Linked DNA regions of Mus musculus: region 2 is linked to region 1. The links are chromatin contacts, called in public Hi-C maps. All regions are on one chromosome and are shown on one strand. Each heading gives the region's core, a stretch centred on a gene start, on an enhancer-like site or on the middle of the called end of the contact. The rest is flanking DNA. Distances are from core to core; before and after follow the strand shown. Region 1 holds the start of Ncaph (non-SMC condensin I complex, subunit H). Region 2 has its middle 22 kb from the start of Gm46762.

Evidence for each region. Hi-C and Micro-C count contacts between places; a contact is called where the count stands out from the background.
Region 2: a Hi-C map of regulatory T cells shows a contact between it and region 1, with 3 times the contacts expected there. The contact joins the enhancer-like site here to the promoter of Ncaph in region 1. A contact is called at or near these places in 2 of 484 Hi-C or Micro-C datasets (B cells and regulatory T cells), 2 of 115 datasets of contacts at active chromatin or transcription factors (the SCID.adh cell line and pro-B cells) and 2 of 9 other capture datasets (adipose tissue and liver).

The regions. Positions count from the first base shown.
Region 1 is chr2:127,130,990-127,137,621 of GRCm38.p6, forward strand. Ncaph (non-SMC condensin I complex, subunit H) reads right to left here and starts at 2,965. Exons shown (of 18, transcript NM_144818.3): 1 at 2,860-2,965. The coding sequence starts at 2,878. Gm35347 (a long non-coding RNA gene) reads left to right here and starts at 2,964. Exons shown (of 3, transcript XR_374955.4): 1 at 2,964-3,307.
Region 2 is chr2:127,310,354-127,317,223 of GRCm38.p6, forward strand. No RefSeq gene overlaps it. Among named protein-coding and RNA genes, the nearest start is that of Gm46762, 22 kb to the right of the region's middle. Within about 2 kb of position 4,373, at least 79 of the 459 cell types and tissues checked have an H3K27ac peak or open chromatin away from gene starts, as enhancers often do. A contact at or near this core is called in B cells, the SCID.adh cell line, adipose tissue and 2 more, where this site is marked.

The DNA.
Region 1 (6,632 bases), core at 1,715-4,214:
ACAGAGAAACCCTGTCTCGAAAAGCCCACCCCACCCCACCCCCGCCAAAAAAACAAAACAAAACAAAACAAAAAAAAAAACAACCCTACACAACAGGAAAAGGGCTGCGGAAGCACACGGAATCGGGAAAAGCCAACGAGGCTCTACCAACTAGGTCACACGCTCTCTGTGGCTTTTACTCTCTTTATGACTAGAACGCAGGTGAACTTAGCAGCTAGGGGGCCAGTCAGGGAAAAGGCACTGGAAAGCTAAGGAAAGGAAGAGGTGGCCATCTAGGATTAGGAATGAATGAAGTGGAGAGGATGGCATTGCTGACGAAGCTCTGAAGGGCCCAGAACCAGTCACTCAGCAGCCCTGAGGATGTCTCTCTGGCCACTGTCAAGTGTGCAGAATGGCAGTGTTTAAATTAACCAGCGTTCTCGGCACTGCCAAGAGGACACAGGGAGACACCTGATCATATTGACTGACCAGGAAAGTAACATAAATAAGGAGGGAAAGGAACACAAGGTGGCACTGCATGGTGAGAAGCCGCAGAAACAAAAGCCGACCTCAGTATGTAAATAAGAGGAAATGAGCTGGGCACACGGGGGTGGGGGTGGGGGGATAGTGAACACACAGGTAACAGCTGACGAGGCTCCCATCAATGACATGTTCAACGTGTGACTGTGGCACTGCTGACCTACTGTTTTAGAGCAAGACACAAGATTCCTGGAAGGAGTTAAAAGAACCCAACTCATCCTCATCCCTACCCCGATTTAAGAAACAGAGAGCACTGTTTTAAACCTGGCTTTATAATGAATTAGCTAAGAAAACTTTAGGCAAGCAAACAAGCTCTCTGTCTCTATGCTGTCTCTGCTTCACCATCGCCCTGAATGGAAGACCATCACTTGGCTGTGGGTACAGCTAGTGAGGAGTCCTGACCTAGCGCTCATCCTTGGCTGGTAGGTGGGCATGTGCTGAGAAGAAGGAAGAGGGAGGGAAAAAGGGAGAAAAGGAGAGAGGGAGAGAAATGGGAGGAGGGATGGGGGGGAGTGACCCGGGCACAGAACTTGCTGTTTAGGAACAGGTGGCACGATGACATTTTATAGGAACACGGAGAAATAAAAGGAGGCAGGGAGTATAGAGCAATGTAGAATTCTTGCCTGGCACACACACGCCATGGTACAAGGCTTCACCACAAAAGTAAACAAAGAGACATAATAAACAACAAATGCTTGTCCACAGGGCAGCAGGAGGAAAGGCATTACAATGCTTCCTACAGGTCGAGGAGTATAGTTGACACACCAAGACAAAACAAAAAGGTCAAAAGAGGAGATGAGAGACGTTTTATGGGCATAAATCAAGACATCTGTGACTCTGTAAATGTGGGTATGGAAAGGAATTGAGAAACTGGAAGCACGGAGGGGCTAACTCCTCCCCCGCTGCTCTCTGCCGTGGGCAGTAGACAAGAGTCTAGTTCAACAGATTGTTACTGAAGTCAAGAGCACGTTCCTCAGCTCCTCTGCTCTGCTTCGGTTCTCAGCCTGAAGTGCCCACTTCGGGACTCATCTTTTTCTTCTTGAGCTGCTCTAGGCCCTGTGGTACCCATAACCTGAGTTATTTCCTCCCCACACCCGGACAACTGGTGCAGGTCCTGAATGTATTCTCTGCAAGGTCTGTCTAGTGATCTCACCGGTACCCATGGCTTTATCATCTCCATGATGAAGAAAAACAAATCTACCTCCCAGCCTATGGACCTCGGTCAAACTCGCCCAGTAGATACGAACCCCTTCACCTGAGCGCCTCTCCAGAAGTCACAGGCAACAAATCCAAACTGAAACTATTATTCCAAAACTATGACTTAGGTCTACCAGGTGGTCAGTCTCACTAAGCTTAGTTATGACGGTCTAGCTCAGAGTTTCTCAACCTTCCCAATGCTGTGACCCTCTGACACAGTTCCTCATGTTGTGGTGACCCCCAACCATAAAATTATTTTCCATTGCTACTTTATAACTGTAAATTTAGTGGTTATGAATCATAATGTAAATATCTGTGTTTTCTGACGATCTTAGGCGAACCCCGTGTAAAGGTCATTTGACACCTCCCCATGGGGGCTGCCACCCAAAGGTTGAGAACCTACGGTGTAGTTAATTCCTAGACTAGTCCAGGTTCCTTCCTAGCTCTTCTCTTGTACAGGATGCTCAGCCCATAAAGTTCTTCTCAATGTTTGCTTAAAAATCTCGAGTCCATAACGGACAGGAGTTATAGCACTAGGTTTTATCTGTCAAATATTTGCCATACTACCTCAACTTGACACAAGCTCCAAGAGGAAAAGGTATTTATCTGTTTCGTTCCCCACCCCCCGCCCCCTTTCAGAGTGGGTCTCCTGTAATCCAGGCTAGCCTCGAAGTCGCTATAGCTGAGGACAACCTTGAACTTCTAATCCTCCAGTCTCCATCTCAAGTGCCCAGGCTTCTTCGGTTGCGAATCTCGGCGTCTGACCGAAGGTCTGTCCCAAAGGAAGCCCTCAAGACTTTAGAATCAGTTCCAAAACACAGGCACGAATGCTCAACACAGAGCGGTCGACACTTTGCTTCCACAGCTCCCCACACAACGTCCAGTCCAGAAAAAACAAAAAACAAAAAAAACCCACTTTATCCTCCGTTAGAACCAGGGCGCGGGGAGTATTAGAGCCCAGCCGCCACTGGCAGCTGCGTCCTGATTGGCCCAGCGCCCCGCTTTCCCTTGCACTCTCTTCCCCTCCCCCGCCGGAGCCCCCGGCCGAACCCCGCCGAACACATTCGTCCCTTCTGGACCTGCCCACGCGAGCACCCTTCGGTCCTGATCCTGCCAGCCGCGCCTGGACCCACTCGAGCTCACCTGAGCGCGGAATTCTCATCTTGCTCTCCACGTCTCCGGAGTAAGTTTTAAATCGCGAGCGCCAAGCGCGGTAACCGCCGCGTGACGTCACTGGGGCGTGGTCTTTGGTGCGCCTGCGCAGGCCGCCTAGGCGGCTGGCTGATCAGAGTGGCCCCGGAAACTTGGACAGTTTTGAGTCTACGCGCGAGTGAACTAGGTGCAGCGGTGACCCAGCTGAAGACGTTTGGAAACATTCTGGCGCCGAGCGCTGGGCGCGGAGTAGGATGTGTGGATCTGGGCAGGCGAAGGCTGTGCTTTCCTAGAATCTGGATTGTAACGGGGAGGCAGGTTTCTGAGGAATCGAGGTTCTTTGCCGGTAGAAAACGCTGCCCTTATTGGAAGTTCCAGGCAGGCAAGAAGGAATGCAGAGCATTGTGTATGCACGTGTAGACTCCACCCAGAGTATTGTGTATGTATACACCCACAAGGACATTGTGTGTGCTCATGTGTACACAGGCCCCAGAGCATTGCGTTTACATGTGTATACTCTTCCAGGAGCATTGTGTATGCGTGTGTACACACACCCTAGAACATTGTGTTTACTTATGTTTATACCCCCAGTAGTTTTTATATATGTGTGTACATTTCCAAAGAGTTTTCTGTATGTGTGTGTGTGTACATGTCTATACACACACATACCAGAGCATTGTGTATGCTCTTACTTATACATGGACATACCAGAACATTGTGCAGGCATGTGTATCTGCACCAGAGCATTGTGTTCATATATCTATACACATGCATGCACACACATTTAAAACTAAATTTTTGTCCAGATTCTTGTAAAGAGCTTTTTGGAAATCATTTACCTACCATCATTTTTTTAAAAAGAGGCTGGGGTGTAGCTGTTTAGCATCCTTGACATTATTTGCCTGCCTATCAGCAGTACCCCTCATTATGGTGACCAAAACTCTGCCTTTTGTTGAAAGCTACTTTTTAAAAAAATATTTCATTTCATGTGTATGAGTGTTTTCCCTGTGTGTATGTATGTATATTTACCACATGCATGGCTGGTACCTGAGAAGATCAGAAAAGGGTGTCAGATCCTCCGGGACTGGAATGACAGATGTTTGTGAGCCACCATGTGGGTGCTGAGAATGAAACTCAGGTCCTCTGCAAGAGCAACGAGTACTCTAAACTACCTCTCTAACCCCAAAAGCTACTCTTTTTTTTTTTTTTTTTTTTTTTTTTTTTTAGTGATATTCCAGCAGTTACTTTATTATTCAGGATTTTTAAAAAAATTTTTATTAGGTATTTTCCTCATTTACATTTCCAATGCTATCCCAAAAGTCCCCCATACCCACCCCTCCACTCCCCTACCCACCCACTCCCACTTTTTGGCCTTGGCGTTCCCCTGTACTGGGGCATATAAAGTTTGCAAGTCCAATGGGCCTCTCTTTCCAGTGATGGCCGACTAGGCCATCTTTTGATACATATGCAGCTAGAGACATGAGCTCTGGGGTACTGGTTAGTTCATAATGTTGTTGCACCTACAGGGTTGCAGTTCCCTTTAGCTCCTTGGTTACTTTCTCTAGCTCCTCCATTGGGGGCGCTGTGATCCATCCAATAGCTGACTATGAGAATCCACTTCTGTGTTTGCTAGGCCCCGGCATAGTCTCACAAGAGACAGCTATATCAGGGTCCTTTCAGCAAAATCTTACTAGTATATGCAATGGTGTCCAAAAGTTACTCTTTAAAGCTAGTTTTTGCACCACTTTAGAATGAGGCAGAGTGTTTAGAATAAGGCCCCAGACCTTAGCACAACTGACTCCATGACAGTTTGGACTGTTAAACTTTATCATTTAGATAGGAGCACCTGCCAAATACCTACTCCATCAAAGTCCACAGTTCTGGGAAAGTCTCTAAATGTCCTAACTTTGTTTTTTAGCTTCTGTAGTCCCACTTCTGGCTAACTGTTCATGTTAACTGAAGTATGTCAACCCAGAACATGGTTTTTGTTCTTAAAAGTTCACAATGAAGCTGGGCATGGGCCTTTAATCCCAGCACTTGGGAGGCAGAGGCAGGCAGATTTCTGAGTTCGAGGCCAGCCTGGTCTACAGAGTGAGTTCCAGGACAGCCAGGCGATACAGAGAAACCCTGTCTCAAAAAAAAAAAAAAAAAAAAAAAAAGGAAAGAAAGAAAAAAAAATCACAATGAGAAAGGCTCAGGGCTACACTGAAATCTTGAACACTCAGTACAGGCATCAGCCGGCTAACAAAGACTTTCTATTGGCTTAAACCCACTTCCAAGCAGTCCTCTCTGGCAGACGCCCCACAACAATAGGATTATGTGGAGAAAAGATCACAATGTCCCTCACCTTCCTAAATGCTACTGTCAGCCACCCAGGACTGGACACTCCCCACCTCATCTGGTACTGAGCTTTTTGCCTCTGAAAAAAATCTCTGCAGGTCCCTCACCTTTTCATCCACATCACCTTGCTCAGCTATGATCTCCTTCCCAGTGAGCCCAGAGTGGCATTTGCCAAGTGTAAATCTGACCTCACTCCCATTTGTCTGCTTACCACAGCATCTTCCCAGACGTCTAAAACCCCTTCAAAGATTCCATTGTTCTGGGAACTTCCAAAGGGACCTACAATGATTTACAGCCCCCCATTCCATCCCTGTGCTCGCTGTCTCTCTCTCTTACACACACAGGTTCTTCAGCCTTGCTTTGAGCTTGGCACCTCCCTCCTTCATCCACCTTTTTTCATACTTGTCTTCATCCTACCTGCTCCTAGCACATTTTTCTGTATGCATGCTCTCTTCCACTTAGAAGTCTCTCCAGGCAGAGGAAGGCGGATTTCTGAGTTCAAGGTCAGCCTGGTCTACAGAGTGAGTTCCAGGACAGTCAGGGCTACACAGAGAAACCCTGTGTGTGTGTGTGTGGGGGGGGGGTCTCTCCATCTTTATCTTCCTCCAGTTAGCTCCAGTCAGGTTTTGGCTCTTACCATTTTCCCAGGAAAGTATTCCTGGAAACATGGAAGGCTCCTTATTGGAGACTTAGATGTTTAAACTAAGAGCAACAAGCACTGGAGGGGTAGTGGGTGGCTCTGAATTAGAGGCCCCTGAAGAACTGGTTTGGAACCTCTGACAAAGGAAAGATGCTAAGTGACCCACTGGCTGAAGCTGGAGGCTATGCTATGCCGAAGCAATAATGAGCCTCCTAAACTGACTGCTTGGCTCTGTGCCAGCTCCATACCCAGTGTCGACAGGCCAAGCATGCCCAGGCAGGTCTTTCACGTCCTACTCTGAATGCCTCCTTTGTTTCAGAGTTAAGGCTATGAAGGGTGCCAAAAGATTAAGTGATTTATCAGTAGCATCAGAGGCACATGAAGCTCAGTTCCTCTCTTTGTACAGAAGTGAAGTACTCGGCCCCTCCCCCACTTATAGGCTGCCAGAACCCCGACAGCACAACAGATTCTACTTCCTGAAAATCCAAAAGAAACAGCCTTAGTTTGGGTGAGGAACAACAGTTACCATTTGGCCAAACAAGCAACCTTTCGCTACAGATTTGCTGGCTTTTGCCCTAACAGTTTCTAATTTAAGTCATCAAGTTACTGAGACCAAAAGGGATTGCTGTTAAAATGACTTTTCAACATCCTGGCCCTATCTATGGTGGTGCATGCTTTTAGTCCAAGCACTCCTCACCTGTGTGAGGAGTCAATATGCCAATGCACATAAAATAAAAATAAATAGATCATTTAAATATATAGATAGATAATCCCAGCATTCCTG
Region 2 (6,870 bases), core at 3,123-5,622, 180 kb after region 1:
TCAAGGTGGCAGGCATGGTGCTGGAGCAGTAGCTAAGAGCCTAATCCCCAGGAAGAGAGAGACTGGGCCTGGCATGGGCTTTGGAAACCTCAAGGCCCACCCCAAGTGACACACTTCCTCCAACAAGGCCACACCTAATCCTATCAAAGTTGCTTCTAATCCTATCAGAGTTTACTCCCTGGTAACTAAGCATTCACGTATGAGCCTATGGGGACCATTTCTATCACACCACCACACTATGGATAGTCAGGGTTTCATGAATTTTAAGTCCCATCTTCTCTTTCTTGGTATATCCCTCAGTAGTTGCCAAGGGAGACAAGACAGAAGATATATAGTATTGGAGTCCCAACTGTACTGGCTAATTCTTAATTACTGAAATGTCGGTTGGAAACATAGATGCATCGTACACAAGAACATACACATACAAACGCATAAGCAAGAAAAAAAGTGGGGGGAGGAGGAACACAAAAAAAGGAGCATTAGAGGCTAAGTTTAGGTGACTTGTCTGGGGAATAGCTGGGTCAAAAAGAAAGAGGAAATGAAAAACTTATAGAAAGTTCTCCAGATCTCAAACCGTGGCCCAGTGACAGCATCGTGTATGGAGGTAGAACCCTTGGCCAAGAGAGCTCAGTCTGGGCTACTGAGAGAATTCGACGTTTTTCATGTTGTCCCCTAATTTTTATTTTTAGGACCTTTCTCTGTTGCCTAGGCTGGCTTTGAACTCCTGAGCTCTGGTGTCCTTCTTTTCTTCACCTTCCCAACATGCTAGACAAGACCCCTGGCTTGGGACTACCTCCTCAAATCAAGAGAGGATGGTTTTGTGGTTGTTGTTTTTGCCCCTGTGAGATCAATGATGGTGCCCAGGGCCTTGTGCATACCAGGCAGCCAGAGTGCATTTTCTAGAATTCTGTATGAATGGAGTCTTAAATATATATGTATATTTTTAAAGATATATTTTATTTTTATTTATGTGTGTTTTGTATATTATGTGTTGTTTTTGCAAGCATATGTTCCTGAGTAGAGGTGCCTGCAGAGGGCACCAGATCCCCTGTGACTAGACTCAGAGATGGTTATTGGGGGTGAGAACCAAATTCTGGTTCTGGAAGAGCAGCAAGGGCTCTTAACTATTGAGACGTCTCTCATGCCCCCATATATACTTAATTTATTACTTTTACTATTTATATATTTTTATTATATTATTTTATGTGTATTTTTTATCATGTATGTCTGTATATCACAGGCCTGTCTAATGACTTTCAGAGACATAAAATCCCCTGGAAATAAGATTTTTGAGTCTCCATGTGGGTGCTGGGGATCGAAGTCAGGGCTTTTTGCATGCTAGGCAAGCATTCTACCAACTGTGCTACACCCTCAGCTCCATTTTAGATTATTTCTAGGGTAAAATATCCATGAATGGGATGGCAAGATAGTATGGTGGGCTGTTTTAAAAACACTCTAAAAGCACTGCCAAACTGTCTTTCAAAGTGTGGCACCATTGTGTGTCCCCCACAGAGTTTGAGAACTCCAACATCCCATCTCCTCACCTGAACCTGCCACCAGTCCTTTTAATGCTTTAATTTGCCTCTCTGATAAGTTGCTCACATTTTCAGAGGGTGAGTTCATGACCATCATGATGGGGAGCATGGCGGCAGGCAGGCAGGCAGGCAGGCAGGCAGGCAGGCAGGCAGGCAGGCAGGCATGGCACTAGAGCAGTAGCTGAGAGCTTACATCCTTATCCAGAAGTAGGAAGCAGAGAGAGAGAGCTAACTGAAAATGGCCCAGACTTTTGACATTTCAAAGCCCAACCCAGTGTCAAACCTCCTCCAACCAGGCCATACCTCCTAATCCTTCTCAAAGAGTTCCATCCACTGGAGACATAAGCATTGAACTGTGAGCCCATGGGGCCATTCTCATTCTAACCACCTCCCAATCTGTGCATGTGTATTTGTGCCTAGCTTATTTTGTTTAACATAATGTTTTCAAGTCTCTTCCATGTTACACCATTATTTGTACTTTATTCTTTGTTTGTTTGGACACAGGGTCTTTCTGTAGCTTTAGCTGTCTGGAACCTTCATTCTTTTTTTGTTTTGTTTTGTTTTTTGTTTGTTTGTTTTTGTTTTTTTTTTCAAGACAGGGTTTCTCTGTGTAGCCCTGGCTGTCCTGGAACTCACTTTGTAGACCAAGCTGGCCTCGAACTCAGAAATCTGCCTGCCTCTGCCTCCCAAGTGCTGGGATTAAAGGGGTGCGCCACCACTGCCTGGCTTCATTCTTTTTTCTAGTCATGTAATATTCTACTTTATGGCTATGCTACCTTTTATTCATTTCCAAGTTGCTTGTCATTTGGGTTATTTTTGTTTTTGAGAGGAGAGGAATTGCTACAAATTATACCATTCTGAACATACTAGTGTTGTGTGGACCTGGCTTACAGTTCTCTTGGTTAGAACTAGGATTAGAATTGCTGGGTCATGTGGTTATTCTGTGTTTAACACAGAATTTGGTTAAATTTGGAGGAACCACCAAATTTTTTCCAAAGCAACTGTACCATTCTACACTCATACCAGAAATATTTTCCTGCCAACTCCACACCATTCATTACCTTTCCGTTGTTGTTTTTGTATGAAGTGGTGTCTCACTATGGTTTTGGTTTGCACTTTCCTGATGCTTCATGACGGCAGTTGTCTGCTTTTCTGTACCTCCTTTAAGGGGCTGCCTCTCCACAGCCTTTGCCCATCTTCAGACTGTCGCTTCCTTGTCAAGCGGTATATTGATATATCTTGAGTGAAAGTCCTTTGCATGCATGTGTGTTTATAATACTCTTTTTGTCTGTGACTTGACTTTTTAGTTTTTATGATCTTTTCCAAAAACCAGAAGACTTCAATTTTGAGGGAAACCAATTTATCAACTTTTACTTTTATGTTGTGTTTTTGTGTCCTAAGAAACTTTTGTCTAAGGACTGAAGATGGATCGATCAGTGGTTAAGAGTATTTACTACTCTTCCAGAAGACTTCAGTTAGGGTCTCATCACTCATGCAAGGGAGCTTACAACCTCCAGTTGCCAGGAGACCCACCACCCTCTTCTGGTCTCCTAGGGTACTCATATGGTGTGTGTGTATAATTTAATGTACAAATAAAAGTATTTGAAAAATCTAGCCGAGTGTGGTGCAACATGTTTTTAATCCCAGCACTTGGGAGGCAGAGGCAGATGGATACTTCTGAGTTCAAGACCAGCCTGGTCTACAAAGTGAATTCAGAACAGCCAAGGCTGTAGAGTGAGACCCTGTCTCAGAACAAACAATGGAAAAAGTACTTTTTTTTTGATGGCCCTTTAGTTAATTTAGAGTTTCACATGTCTTCTTACCTTGGGTGGACACAATGACCTTGGCCATGTGCTCATGGCTTGCGCTCACCAATATGATTGACTTACTCACATGTTTCTGTCAGCTACACAGACCAGAACACTGTTCACTTAGCAAGGAGATCTGAGACCATCAACCTCAGCCATACTCAAAACAGGCCTGACTACAGTCGGGGGGGGCAGCTTCTCCTACTCTGCCCTGGAAGGAGAGAAGCCGAGGAGAAGAGAGCTAAGGGCAGTGAGAGAGGTTGGTGGAATCAGCCAGGGGAGACAGGGAAGAGGAGGAGCGAACCTCCTGCTGCCTGAGGAGGGCAGCAGACACTCCCAGGGTCCTGCCAGGCCTGCTGGGAAAGTATCAGGCCTTTGTTCCCAGTCATTTCCCATCTCTTCCTGTCTCTTTGAACTGAGTCAAAGGGCTGGTGTGAGGGAAGTGGCCCCACAGTGGCCTATGGATGGATTTCTGGGAATTATAGAAAATAGCGGATGTTGTATAGTAGAGGCAGGAAGAAGCAGATTTGGAGGCTCTTGTCCTCTGGCCTCAAAGGCCTCTCTGGTCCATCCTGTGGATTCTCTTGGTCTGGCTCACACCAAGAGGCCACCGCTGCGGGACTCCTGTAGCCCAAGGGAGCTTCAGCCTGCTAAAAGATCCTGCTTGAAGCCATACAGTGTGTTAGTGTCCATTAGCTTCCAGCCTGTATCTTCAGCCTTCACCTAATTCTTACCCTCCTCACTCTCACCCTCACCGACGACCTATGAGGAGGCTACCCCAAGTGGCCACACTAGACACATTTGAGACTGTCACCTCAGCAGTAAATTCCTCAAGCCACCAAGAAGCTTAAAACCAAGAGATCTGTGGCCTGCCTTTACCTCAGAAAAGCCACGTGAAAACCCAGGAGGCAGGGTGGGGGCCCAGGGCGTGGGGCCCAGTTTTGTCAGAGGGTCGGAAACAGGATGTGAGCAGAGAGGGGGGTGTGAAAAATAAGGTGGCTTCCAGCAGAAGGGGCCACTTGGCACTGTGTGTTCTTAGCTGTGGAAAAAGACCCTGGGCTGTGTGGGTGTCATCACATCCTGCTGATAACCAGCCCCCCCCCCAGCCTTGCTTGGCTCCCTTTCAGAGCATGGTCTGACCCCTGGGCTTGGGGCAGGGGAGAGGGTGTCTGTTGAAAGAAGGACGGGATGTGACCTTTCAGAGGGTTGAGATTAACTAGTGTTCCTGACTCCCCAGGGAAGCCTGGTATTCAAGGTGAACCTGAACATAAACCGAGGCAGGCAGAGTGGGCTGTCCATCCATCCAATGAATGGAAAAACAGTGACATCCAGGCACTAGCTGGTGTGACAAAGCAGAACTGCCAAGGCCTACTCCCCGATGTCAGGGAGCCCTGGTGGGTGGACATAGAATAAAGCCTAAAAGGGGCAGAACCTAGGCTCTGGGTGGCTCAGGGACAAGCCTTTGATTCAGCCTGGGCATCTGCAAAGGCTTCTGGGAAGAAGTAAGGCCTAAGAGGAGTCTCAGAGGATGGGCAGGTGTGTGTACAAGTGTGTGTGCATGTGTGCATGAGTACATGTGCTTGTGTATGTGCATGTAAGTGTGTGTGAGTCTGTATGTTTGTGTCTGTGTATATGTGAAGGTGAGGGGATGTTGTGAGCCTACAGTGTGTCACCAAGGCCTTCTGCCCGCAAGAGCCCACTCCTTTGACTTACATGGGGTTTTTCTGGCACAGCTTTCTAACCTGGCTTCTCTACTCAGCTGAGGGGTTGAGTCCCTGAAAGTCCCTATAGCTCCCCAAATCACCATCAGCCATCTGATGGACCAAGGCTTCTCACTTGGCTTAACACCAGACTCTCCCATCAGAAACCCATTCCTATTCAGTTTCATATAGAATCTAGACCTTTCTCTTTTATTATTTATATTTGAGACAACATTGTACACTAAGACCTTTTTTTTTTCTTTCTTTCCTGAGACAGGTTTCACTGTGTAGCCTTGTTATTCTGGAACTCATTACATAGACCAGGCTGGCCTCGATCGAACCTGCCTCTGCGAGCGGGGATTAAAGGCACAAGCTACCACTGCCCAGCTATGACCCTAGTTTTGAAGCATCCTTTTTCCAGCTTGGCTTGGGTTTTCTTTTAGATCAGTGGTCTGAGTGACCGTCCTCTGAACCAAACAACCACTATCCTGGGGAGTCCAACTGTGCCTTCTTACAAAATGATTGTCCCTCATGGAGAGATCATGAAACCTCCCTCAGAGTATCCAGTTGCTCCCTACTACCTGTTACATATGCAACTCTGTCTTAATTGATGTGGCCTCTGAGAGGAACTAGAGTATATGGGGAGCGAAGTCCTCATCCCTGCTGGGTAAAGCCTTTCCAGGTAGGGTGGGAGTAGGGGGCAGGGAGTGGGACACACCCTTGTAAGCAGCCCCTCATCTATGGCTTATAAGGAAGTCCATTAAACTCATTGCTTCTCCAGAGTGAACTTTGGTGAGATGGTGCCTCAGTCTGGTTTTGAGACCTTAGGAGAAGGGGTTAGACATTGTATATGTTTCTTTCAGGGAAGGAATTTTAGGAATACGTAGGTATAAAGTCAACATGATGATGATAATGCATTAGTATGGGGCATGTGCATACAAGTTCTCCCACACTTGTGGCTGTCAGAAGTCAATTTGGTGGCACTGGTTCTATCCTTCCACCATGTGGGTTCCTGGGGTAGCTTTCAGGCCCTCAGTCTTGGCAGAAAGACTGAGCCACCTCGCCCTCTCTCATTATCTTCTCAAATAGAGCCTTTCAAGGACAATAAAAATCATTTTTCATTTCCCCTGACAGAGACCATGCTAAGTTGGAAGTCTTCATACGAGTCTCTGCCTTTACACCACTGGTGTTCCAACAGTGTCTTCAGAACACTCCTAGCAGAGGGCCCTGTTCTCTCATCTACCTGCTTTGCCCAGTGTGCTGGCCGTGTGCCTGCCATCCTAACGGGTGACATACTCTTCTCATTCAGTGGGTACACTGACATTCTTTCACACCTCAGCCTGTAACCTCCCCACTCCTGGGAACACAGTATGCTTGATTCTTCTTCACTTTATTGATGATCAGTTCGTTGATTTTGAAATAGCTCACATCTTTACTTTCCTAGTTTACACCTTCTTTCTTCTCTTTAGTTCATATAGCTCCCAAAGTTTGGAGCTATCCTGAGCATTCAGAACCTTAGGAAGTTGACAGAGCCTTTGAAGGCTATAGGAAGGCTCTTTCCTTCCTAGTCAGTAATGATGGAAGCCATTTCCACCACACCCTCCTGGCTCAGAATGGCCTCAAAGGTGTTTACTATATGCCAGGCATTGTCCAAAAGTGCTGGAAACTTTTAACATGAACAGTGATTTAAAACCTGCCCTCCTATCCATACCAGGCCCAGGCTCTCTTCCCTTCCTGCTGCCTTCGGATCAGGATGTAAAGCTCTGAACTACTGCACCAGCTCCATGTCTGCCTGCATGCTGCCAGGGACCCTGCTATGATGATAAT